Regions from separate parts of the Mus musculus genome. Here region 1 is linked to region 2. Evidence: chromatin contacts called from public HiChIP or PLAC-seq data. All regions are on one chromosome and are shown on one strand. The core of a region is the stretch at or near the end of the contact, and the rest is flanking DNA. Distances in the headings are between cores, read along the strand shown.

Region 1 (5,447 bases), core at 2,445-4,944, 200 kb after region 2:
TAGCTTCTGAGAACCTGCCCCCAGTTAATTCTGATTGATAAATAAAGATGCCAGTAACCAATAGCTGTGGAAGAGAGACAGAGGCAGGGTTTAGGACTCCAGGGCTTGGAGGAAGGAGGAGGAGGGAGACACCATGCCTGAGGCATGTGCAGGAAAGAGAAGCAGAGATGTCATGTAAGGGGGCCAAGAGAACACAGCCCAAAGGACTGCTCAGTTGGGTCAATAGCAGCCAAAATGGAACACAGAAATCACTAAGTAGTAACTCAGAATTATCAGTGGGAGGTAGGTTCTAACAGCATGTAGGTTAGGCAGTTGTCCATTTATTGTGCTGCCTAAGGCATATGAAATATAAAGGCTATGTGTGCGTCTTTCTTTTGAGAACATAACCCTTGAGGCAGGTAGAAACCCCACACTGGGATTTATTTATAAATATTTAACGCTACTCGTGGTGATGTTCCAAGAGCAAGAGTGGTCCATGTGGCTCTTTGACATAGCAAGGTGAAGGCGGGATGAAGACGTGCTGGAGTGGAAACCATGTGGTCTACGGGTACCAGTGAGGATGTGATCTTTTCTGCTACCAGTGAGGATCAGGAGAGGCTACCTGATCCTTCTGGCTGAGTCTTCTCTGTCTGAGGGGTGTGGGAAGCCACATACACACATTACAAGGTGGCGCTGGCTACCGCTGGCCACCACCCATAAGTTTGGGTAAACAACCAATGTGCGCATTTTGCATGTGCAGTAAAGTTTTTGCCGAGTCACTGCCTGGTCTGGGGCATGTAAATGAGGTACTGAAAGCGTACTGAAAGCATAACCAATTGGGTGTGGACACGCCTCTCCTAGGCCTATATAAGCAGCGCCAGTTCTGGGACTCGGGATCTTTTCGCCTCTGTAATCAAGCTCTCCCAATAAACGTGTGCAGAAGGATCCTGTTGTGGCTTTCTTGCTGGCGAGTCTGGCACTCACAGAGGGGCAGCTCCAAGGCTGGCTCTTTCATCTTAAAGAATATACCACTCCCTTCACTCAATAGTCCCCACCCTCCCACTTTCCTCAGACTAGAGAACCTTCATCTAGTTTGTGAGTGAGTAAGACTGGATTTTAATCTGTTTTCTTTGACATAAAATATGAACTCAAAAGTCTATATTTGTAACTCTACTTTCTTGACTTCTGAAACTCAAAAGCCAAGATCTAACACAGATATTCTCTGCATTCTGCATTTATTATGTCCCTTACTGGAGGCAGATGTTATAAAATTTAGCCTTATTAGTTTCTAGGGCTAGTGAGTGTCACAAGGCATTTATTGCTGGTGGTATTATATAGAGTGGGGTGTCTCAGAGGAAAATAGTAACCAATCATGATTTAAACCCAGAGATGCAAGAACCTGAAAGATCACCTATAGAGGGGATTAAGACCATGGCTGCCTCATTCTTTGAAGACTCAATAATAAACTTTCAACAGGAAGAGACAAAAGAAGAATTTGGAGTAGGCAGGAGAGAACGAAACAGATATTAAAACATATCCAAAACAAACAGTGTGCTTTGCAAGGATGCAGTCATACTTGCATTACAAGAAACACATTCTAGAAGGACAAAGTCAGCCAGGTCATAAAGAATCTTATAGGAAGTACCTCACTGTTCACTGGAAACCCTCCAAAGGACACACTTCAACAGGGCACCGAGTCTGAGCTGTGCCTTAGAACAATCAACTTGTGATATTGTCTAGGGCACAGAGACTATGGTTCTGGTAGAGGGCACAGAAGAAACCCACCTGAGTTCCTTGTATGTGGCTTCCATCATTACCTGGTTTGTAAGTCTATTTCAGCTGTGGTCACTCCCTGAGCTTAAGACCTGTGTTTCAAGCTCCCCACGGGCATGCCCACCTTCATGTACCAAGAATTTTCTTTTTTGATTTAGTGCAATGCACCTGGAGTGGATCTCAGATCTCAGCATCCCTTCTCCACAAACCCACATCCTGTCTTAGCTCTCTGCCCACTAACTTCTCCTAGATGTACTGTAGGCTCTAGGACTGAAATGCCACTGCCCTGATTTCTCCTGGTCCACTCCTCTCCAACTTCATGGCCCCCCTCCACTCGCTCTATGCTTACCACCTTACATTCTCTTTTTATTCTCCAAGGTACTAGGTAGCATCCACGACTGAGCTACACCCATGGCCCTTTTTATGTTATTTTGAAACAGTCTCCATAAACGTTCCAAGTTGGCCTTAAGCTTTTAACCCTCTAACTCCAGTCTCCTCAGTATCTGAGATTATAGGGGTGGACCACTATGCCCAACTATCAGAAACTCTTGAATCTGCCTTCTCTTCCCTTCTATATGATGTGTCTTTCTTGTTTGTTTGTCTTGCACTACCTGCCATGTGGAAGGAACAGTGTGACACAGTTCCTGCTCCTGGAGCAGAGCTAGCAAGGGGTGGGCCCCCAGTTGTGCTGACAGTTGCTGTGGGTGTAGGGCTTGTTTGTATAATAATGTACATATTTTCATGTTCCTCCTTTGAGGAATGCTCTCTTTGTTAAAGTTAATGACTCCATGATAATTAGAAACAGCATGAGTCTGGGAGGTGAGAATGTGTTCCTCAGCAAAATGGTAAATGCTGTAAACTTTAAGATAGCCTGTAAGGCTGTGGGGAAGAACTCTGAAAACATGAGTTTACGAATGTATAATTTCTCAACTATGCAAAATATAAGAATGTAATATGAACTGTATGAGGGGGCTTCACGGACCTAAAAGAACAAAGGCAGCTGCACTAATGAGCCAGATTATCAGAAAGATACAAAGGCAGATTTCTGAGTTCAAGTTCAGCCTGGGACAGAACTATATGTCCAGGTGTAATGAGAATGGTGATCTCAGAGCCAGATCCCACCCAACTAACTTATTGTTTGTGCTTACAAAGACAGGCAGATCTCTGAGTTCATTTGCGACATTATAAAATATGTACTTGCTATCTCTTTCTAAGAATCTAGGGACTAAGGTTATAAAATGCTGATTTGTGGGATAATCAAAAGGGAACCTGGGTTAATGATTGAATTGATAAGTAAATAAAAGACTAGGCTTTGGTCTGCAAGAGCTCATCTATCTACGTAGCTGTCTGCAGAGCCAGCTCAAGCAGAACATGGAGCTGTCAGTTTGTACTCATGATTGACTTTGAGTTATTCTTTTGCTGCTCCAAACATCTCTTCCTCAGGAACCCTCTCCAAGCTGAGGTTGGTCCTTGGTAACTACACTAACGTTCCTCTTTTAGAGACTCCCCAAAGCCTGTTAATTGGTCTCCCTAAATTCAACTCTCTTTGGTATCTCCATCCTTGCAGCTTAGCCATCATCCCTTTTTAAACATCAAGTCTAATTATGATGTTCTGTCTTCTGGATGCCTCTTTGGTTACCCCACAGCCCACTTGATGGACCTAATCAGCAGGAAGCAGTCTAAAGATAATATTGCTCCCTTTCCCATCCCTGACTTTATTCAGGGATCTCTTTCCTTTCCTCTCTATCCTTTTCTCTCTCTTATCTACTGTTAAGGGGCTGGAAGGATGGGAAAGGGTAGAAGAAAGAAGAACCACAAAGTAGCAAAGACCAGCTACAGGGGGCTGAGCTTCCCACTTGGGAATTGTCTTGACAGCATAGTGGCTCAGATCATGTAGGAGCCACCTGCCTAGAGTATCCTGACACTTCTGACTAAGCAGGTAGTCATACCAGCTCTCTTCACCACTTGCCTGCTGGAAAGTTAGCACCAACTCAGAGATCTCCAATCACCATGGAGACTTGTAAATTTCCCTTAGTCCACAACCAGAAATGGCACCACAGGAAAGAGCTCCTGGAAAAAGGGTTCAGATAGGCTGTTCAGAATCTTTGTTTCCTGGCAAAGTCCCCCTTAAGCACAGGGTGTCCGAGTCTATTCCTATCACTTCATCCACATCTCAACTCTTTGGACAGTATTTGGTGACATCTTTCATGTGCCAGGCCCTGTGTTAAGAAGGCACAAGGCTGAATAAGACCCTATTCTGACATGGAGGTCTCATGATCAGTCTAGGAAAATGACACACAAAGAACACCAGTGGTGGGATGAGTGCCAAAAGAAAACATGCAGACAGTGAATTCACCACTGAAGGAAAGTATGAAAATAAATGGTTTGGCTTCCTCCATAAACCACAGACAATCAGCACTGAGTAGCACTCCATAGATTATCTGCTCTGACCCCTTCATCTGGCATGTGGGAGACAGAGAGGGGAAGAGGCCACATAGTTTTAAGACCTTGATTAATGTGTAACAAATTCCTTCTCTCTTCCTGACCGGTGACGTGTCTATATCTCCCAAATCATCTTTGGAAGTAGACAGAATGGAACTACTACACATATAAGAAATCTACTTGCTTTCCAGCTGAAAATACATAGGACAAAGCTAGTCAGTATTGGTAAATAACAATGATTGTTCCTCTCCAGACCCACTTCCGTTTACCTTGCCTATTTCTTTTTTTTTAAAAAAAGATTTATTTATTTATTTATTTAGTGTATGTGAGTACACTGTAGCTGTACAGATGGTTGTGAGCCTTCATATGGTTGTTAGGAATTAAATTTTTAGGACCTCTGCTCTCTCCCGTTGGCCCACTCACTCAGTCCCTTGCTTGCTCCGACCCAAAGATTTATTTATTATTATACATAAGTACACTGTAGCTGACTTCAGACACACCAGAAGGGGGCGTCAGATCTCATTAGGGGTGGTTGCTGGGATTTGAACTCAGGGCCTTCTGTAAGAACAGTCAGTGCTGTTATCCGCTGAGCCATCTTGCCAGCCCCTGCCTTGTCTATTTCAAAGTTGCTTCTTATCAAATACTTTTACAAAATCATATTTATTTATGTACTTGCATGTGTTTGTGGAGTGGGTGGGGCACACATGTGGAGGTCAGAGGATAACTTGTACAAATCAGGTTCTTCCTTTGCCATGTGGGTCCCAAAGAACAAGTGAGGGTAGTTAAACTTGGTTACGTCACCACTGCACTGTCTAATCAACTCTCCCATGGTCTTTTTAACCACTGTTCCATTCTTCAATGGTCCATTATACTAAGGTTGTTGCTATTCTTGATTCTTTTTTTTTCCCTATAGCTGCACATGATTTGGAATTTGGTTATTTTGCCACCCAGTGTCTCCATTTTGAGGGTCGAGTCTTTGGGTTCACATCTTTAGCAGGAGAGACTAAGTAGGAAGATGGTCCTGAAATGGAGCTGAGCACACGGGTACAACTTCCAGGAACCTAACCCACTAAACCGGGGAAAGGAACTGGCATGCCTGGAACTGTGGAGAGAAACAACCAGGGAGGGCTGGGACTGGATTGTAAATCCATGAAGCCTAGCAGCCAACTCGTGTGTATGCTCAGTGGATCCATCGATGACTTCTCTGATACCCCCCCCCCCCGCCCCCAGAGGACGCTTGGCTTCTGTACAGT
Region 2 (4,979 bases), core at 1,022-3,521:
CACAAAGCAGGCAACAGCCTGTTCCATGCAGCTCAAGGATTACAGATTTTAAAAGGAAAGAGAGGAAAGAGGTGAAGATTGATGTGAGAACATGGGAACTGAGCAGAGGTAGCATTCGGGAGGTAAAGAGAAGGCCCAGAGGCTTCATGATAAAAGTGCAGAATTGCAAGAGACCCCGCAGTTTTTGCTAGAGAGGAAGAATCAAGTCTATGGAGGTGCACTGTGTGCACAGGGTTTAGTACAAAATCAGGAGGCAGTACAAGAGAGCATCTTTGAGACATAAGGCTGAGTCAGTGAGCCTGTGTTGTGTTAGTCCTCTGGTGAGTTTCCAGCCCCTCCCCCACGAAAAAAAAAAAAAAGGACATGGCCCAAGATTTATAAAGAATATACCCAAAGCATTCTGTGCGCTTCTCAAGGCAGAAGGTAATTGTTACGAGCAAATCTACACAAACTCTTGTGCCAAGATCAACAAGTTAAAAATAAAATAGAAATAGGAAAAGAAAAAAGGGATACTCATCAGAAACCAGAATGGTCCTCCCCACTCCAGTACATCCAGAGGGAAGAGGAATGGACGAGCCGCAGGCATTCTCCTGTGGAGCTGGAGCCAGCAAGGCTGTCCTGAAAAATGCTTCCACCCCACACTGAGGAACCCCTGGAAACCGGTCAAGCCAATATTAGGTGGAAGTAGATGTTAACTCTGTAAAATTAAGTCCTCTAGGACTTGGAGATCTAGGCTCACTCCATATATCTCAGAATCACCTCCATGAGGTCTCGTCATATTGTTAGCCAGCCCCTGCCCCATCACTTCAGAGATCTTGATACAACTTTGCTACATCAGCCAAATGTTTTCCCTAGAGAGTAGAAGAAATGACAACAGGGAAGGTGAGCAAGACCTAACAGAATTAATGGTTCCTCTGGTACACAGAGATGAGTCTGATGTTCCAAACCAAACATCCCTGCTCCTGTGACCTTCTGTCATCTGTGTTCCTGTCGCTTGCTCTCCTGGCTAAGGTCCGGGAGATATCTATGGTCAGAATGAAGTTATGATAACCGGAACCAGTGTCATTCAAACTGACACCATATGGCAACAGTGCCGCTAAAGCTGGGTCCTCATGCACATAGACTGAAGTGTAACACTCTTGGACATATGGAAAGGGACTCCTGATGCTACCTGTCACCTTGTCCCCAAAGCCAACTGAAAACATTATGTTGCTCCTAATGCAAACACACAGTGGGCAGGGGATGGTAATCAAGCCCCAGCAGCTGTAGTCTCTCTCCAGAACCACCCTCTGTTCTCCCCCCCGACCCCCCCCCCGAAATTCTGATTCTGACTGGGATGAGATATAACTTCCTCAGAGCCTTTCCATCATCTGTAGTTCTCAGTATGGATGGCTCTTCACTCTCTGAAGGGAATCTGTATTCCAAAGACACTCATCATCCCCAACGCAGGAGGCTTTACAAGACTCCGTGGAAGTCTGGCTAAGAGGCACCGAGGAAGCAACATTACATGCTGGTTAACAGACTGAGGATCCCACTTAAGCAGGTCCCCCCAACTACATACAGTATGATGGCCTAATCCCTGGGCCTCCACAGCCCAGCCTACCATTCCCCTACTTCTCAGGAATTCCACTGGCATCTCAGAGTGCAGCCATGAACCAGATTCTTCAAAAAAGGCAAACAGTCTGGAGGAATTAGGAAGATGTAGCTGCATAAGAAATTGGCTCCTGAAGCTGCTCCCTGGCAGTGGTGGTGCACACCTTTAATCCCAGCACTCAGAAGGCAGAAACAGGCGAATCTCTGAGTTCCGGGCCAGCCGGGTCTACAGAGTGAGGGGGAAAAAGGCTCCTTTTATCACTGTAACATCGAACACTGCATGGAAGATTAAACAGGTCTGTTTACTGACATAAACGGGCCTGGCATTATTTAATTGTCTAGATGGGGAAACTGAGGCTCTGAGAAGAGAATGTAAATTATCCCCATTGATATAGTTAGCCAGAAGAGGGGTAGATTAGAATTAAAACCTCCAATTGCTGTCTGATGCTTTATAGTAGCATACTCGCAGTTATAGCCCACCACCACCCCTGCCTCAACTCCCAAGTTAACAGGGGTTCCAAACAGCCCTTGTCCTGTAGCTCTACCCCTGAACCCATGATGGCGCAGTGACATCCTGCAAATAAAGAGGCCCCAAAGAACAGACAACCACACCCTGGGACACTCCAGGCGCTGCTGACTCAGGAGGAGCATTCCCACGGGTGACCACAGCCTGCTCCAGGCTGTTGCCCAGGAGACAAAAGAATCAGCACAGAGCTGCCTGCCCTGCCCAGACTCTCAGGGCAATAGCTTTAGCCCAGAAGCTGGCAAGCGCTCACCACTTGGGTGTGACTCGGCGGGGTGCCCGGGCCGGCAAGCCTGTCCAGGTCTCCATTCCTAGTAACACACTCATGCGTGTGGGAGAAGAGTCATCAGCCCAGCTGCAGCCCAATCTCCGCAGCTGATTGGAACAGGGGATGTCAGAAATCTTCACCAGACCGAGCCTTTTTCTGTGAGGTTACTTGAATGTGAGCTTTAATGCCATTCTTTCGAAGAGTTAAACAGCAGGCTCATAGATGCATCCGTGTTCTAAACAAGCATGTCTTCTCATCCACACTAGGAATAGGTGCCATACTCCTCCACCCTGGGGAGACAGTCCTGTGGTCATTACTGAGCGCAGGTATGTGAAGCAAGATGGAAAGGCTCCAGAGAAGACCAAGCAGCCTCCCTTCAAATCCTACTCTTCTAGTTATTTGTTTACTCACTTATTTATTATGTACTTACTTGTTTGTTTTTGAGGCAGGGGTTTTCTGTGTAGCCATGACTGTCCTAGGAACTCACTCAGTAGAGTAAGCTGGCCTGGAACTCACAGAGATCCACCTGCCTCTGCCTCCTGAGTGCTGGGATCAAAGGCATGCACCACCATGACTTGGCCTGTTCTCCTTTCTAATAGCTGTCTGACCTTAGGTACAGAAGTTGGCATCATCATACCTAAGCTTGCTTGCTTGCTTCCTTCCTTCCTTCCTTCCCTCCCTCCTCTCTTCTCTCTTTATATTTTTTCTCTTATTTTCTTTTTGTTCTCACCCACTACTGTAGTAGAAGCTTATGCACAGAATATGGGAATACCAAGATCAGGGATATAACCTACATCATTTCAGAAAGAGACAATTATTGATCTTCCCTCTTTGTATTGAGAGCACCAGGTGCAATCAGCCAGGTCTGGTTCACCCTGACCCCAGGTGCAGAGCACATGCCTGTGCGAAGCCTGGAGTCTTCCAATAGCTGTTTCAGGCAGAGTTCAGGCAAAGACCCAGCAAAAGGGAGGTTGGCTTGGCCTGCCTGTCCCTTGTAACCTCTCTGCTTTCTCATCTGTGACTGGAGAATGCTAATACTCAACTCACTGAGTTACGATAGTTAATAAGATGGTGTTGTCAAGGTTTGGATAGTATGATGGACCTTCACTGACAACCAAATTGGATTAAGGACACTGGTAAGCCACATTCTCAGAGATGCCTATGAGAGCATCCAGAAGGGATTAATGGAAGGAAAAAAACCTGTCTTTAATGTGCATAGCACTGTCCCATAGGTCTGTGCCCTGGACTAAATAAAAAGAGAAAAAGGAGAAGGCCAGGTAAGTGCTGAGGGATTCTCCTTCTCTGTCTCCTGGTTCATTAGACGAGAGCAGACAGACTTTTGTTCCTGCCTATATACCCTTCCCATCAAAACAGACTGTGCCCTCGAACCATAAGCCAAAAGAAACATTTCTTCCTGAACTCAGTTCTTAGCAGGTATTTTGTTATAGCAACAAGAAAGTAACTAATACTGAAAATTGGTATTGGCCTGTGGGGTACTTGCCAGGATAAACCTGACCCTGTGGTTCTTAAGCTCTTAGAACTGGTTTACAGAAGGAATGTGAAAAAATTTAGAGCCTCAGAATAGCAGAGCCCTAGAATGCCAAAGCAGAGGTTAATGGGCCATTCTGGTGGAGTGTGGGAAGGATACCAGAATCCTGAGAGAAATGCAAGCCTCGCTCAGGAGGATTCTCAGAAGAATAAGGAATCTATTGGGAACTGGACTAGAGACGATTCATTTTACATCTGGTAAATACTACAGATATGGCTGGCCTGTGTCCTGAAAAGATCATGAACTAAGTTGTTTGACAGAGAACAATTCAAGACAGTATGACATTCAGCTACAGCACCGTTACTGTTCATTGTGTTCCATCAGATTTACAGGGAGAATTCAAGGGAGAAAGATGAGAAATGTGAGGTTTGGTGAGGCAAGAAGTGTGAACTTGTGTGTGTGTGTGTGTGTGTGTGTGTGCGCGCGCGCGCATTCATGTTTGTTTATATCCTGGTGTGGAGTCAGAGGGCAACTTGTGAGAATCAGTTCTATACTTCTACCATGGGAATCAAACTCAGGTCCTCAGAGTTGGTGGCAAACCTCTTTAACCACTGAGCCATCTCACTAAAAGGTACAGACAAGGTGGGCTTGAAGAAGAGTATCTGTAAGCCGGGTGGTGATGGCACATGCCTTTAATCCCAGCACTCGGGAGGCAGAGGCAGGCAGATTTCTGAGTTCGAGGCCAGCCTGGTCTACAAAGTGAGTTCCAGGACAGCCAGGGCTACACAGAGAAACCCTTTCTCAAAAAACAACAAAACAAAAAAGAAGAAGAAGAAGAAGAAGAAGAAGAAGAAGAAGAAGAAGAAGAAGAAGAAGAAGAAGAAGAAGAAGAAGAAGAAGAAGAAGCATCTGTACTTAGTACTACTAAAGAGAAGCCAGAGTTGGCAGTGAGAAAACAGGAAAGGCTGGAAAGCTGCCTTGAGGGCAAGACCCCGTGCATGGAAAGTGTGTAACAAAGCAAACGCCTTTGAAAAAAGACTTCCAATTGAAAACAGATTGAACAGAGAGCACCAAAGGCATCCAGCTGTATCAGAGCCCCCTGGCAA

What was found. HiChIP or PLAC-seq counts read pairs in DNA pulled down with a chosen protein or histone mark.
Region 1: a contact with region 2 is called in a FOXA1 HiChIP or PLAC-seq map of pancreatic cancer cells. The contact joins two enhancer-like sites. A contact is called at or near these places in 2 of 115 datasets of contacts at active chromatin or transcription factors (fibro-adipogenic progenitors and pancreatic cancer cells) and 1 of 9 other capture datasets (embryonic stem cells).

The regions. Positions count from the first base shown.
Region 1 is chr16:30,107,602-30,113,048 of GRCm38.p6, forward strand. No RefSeq gene overlaps it. Among named protein-coding and RNA genes, the nearest start is that of Gm32998, 40 kb to the left of the region's middle. Within about 2 kb of position 3,695, at least 15 of the 459 cell types and tissues checked have an H3K27ac peak or open chromatin away from gene starts, as enhancers often do. A contact at or near this core is called in pancreatic cancer cells, where this site is marked.
Region 2 is chr16:29,913,205-29,918,183 of GRCm38.p6, forward strand. No RefSeq gene overlaps it. Among named protein-coding and RNA genes, the nearest start is that of Gm52263, 27 kb to the left of the region's middle. Within about 2 kb of position 2,272, at least 97 of the 459 cell types and tissues checked have an H3K27ac peak or open chromatin away from gene starts, as enhancers often do. A contact at or near this core is called in pancreatic cancer cells, where this site is marked.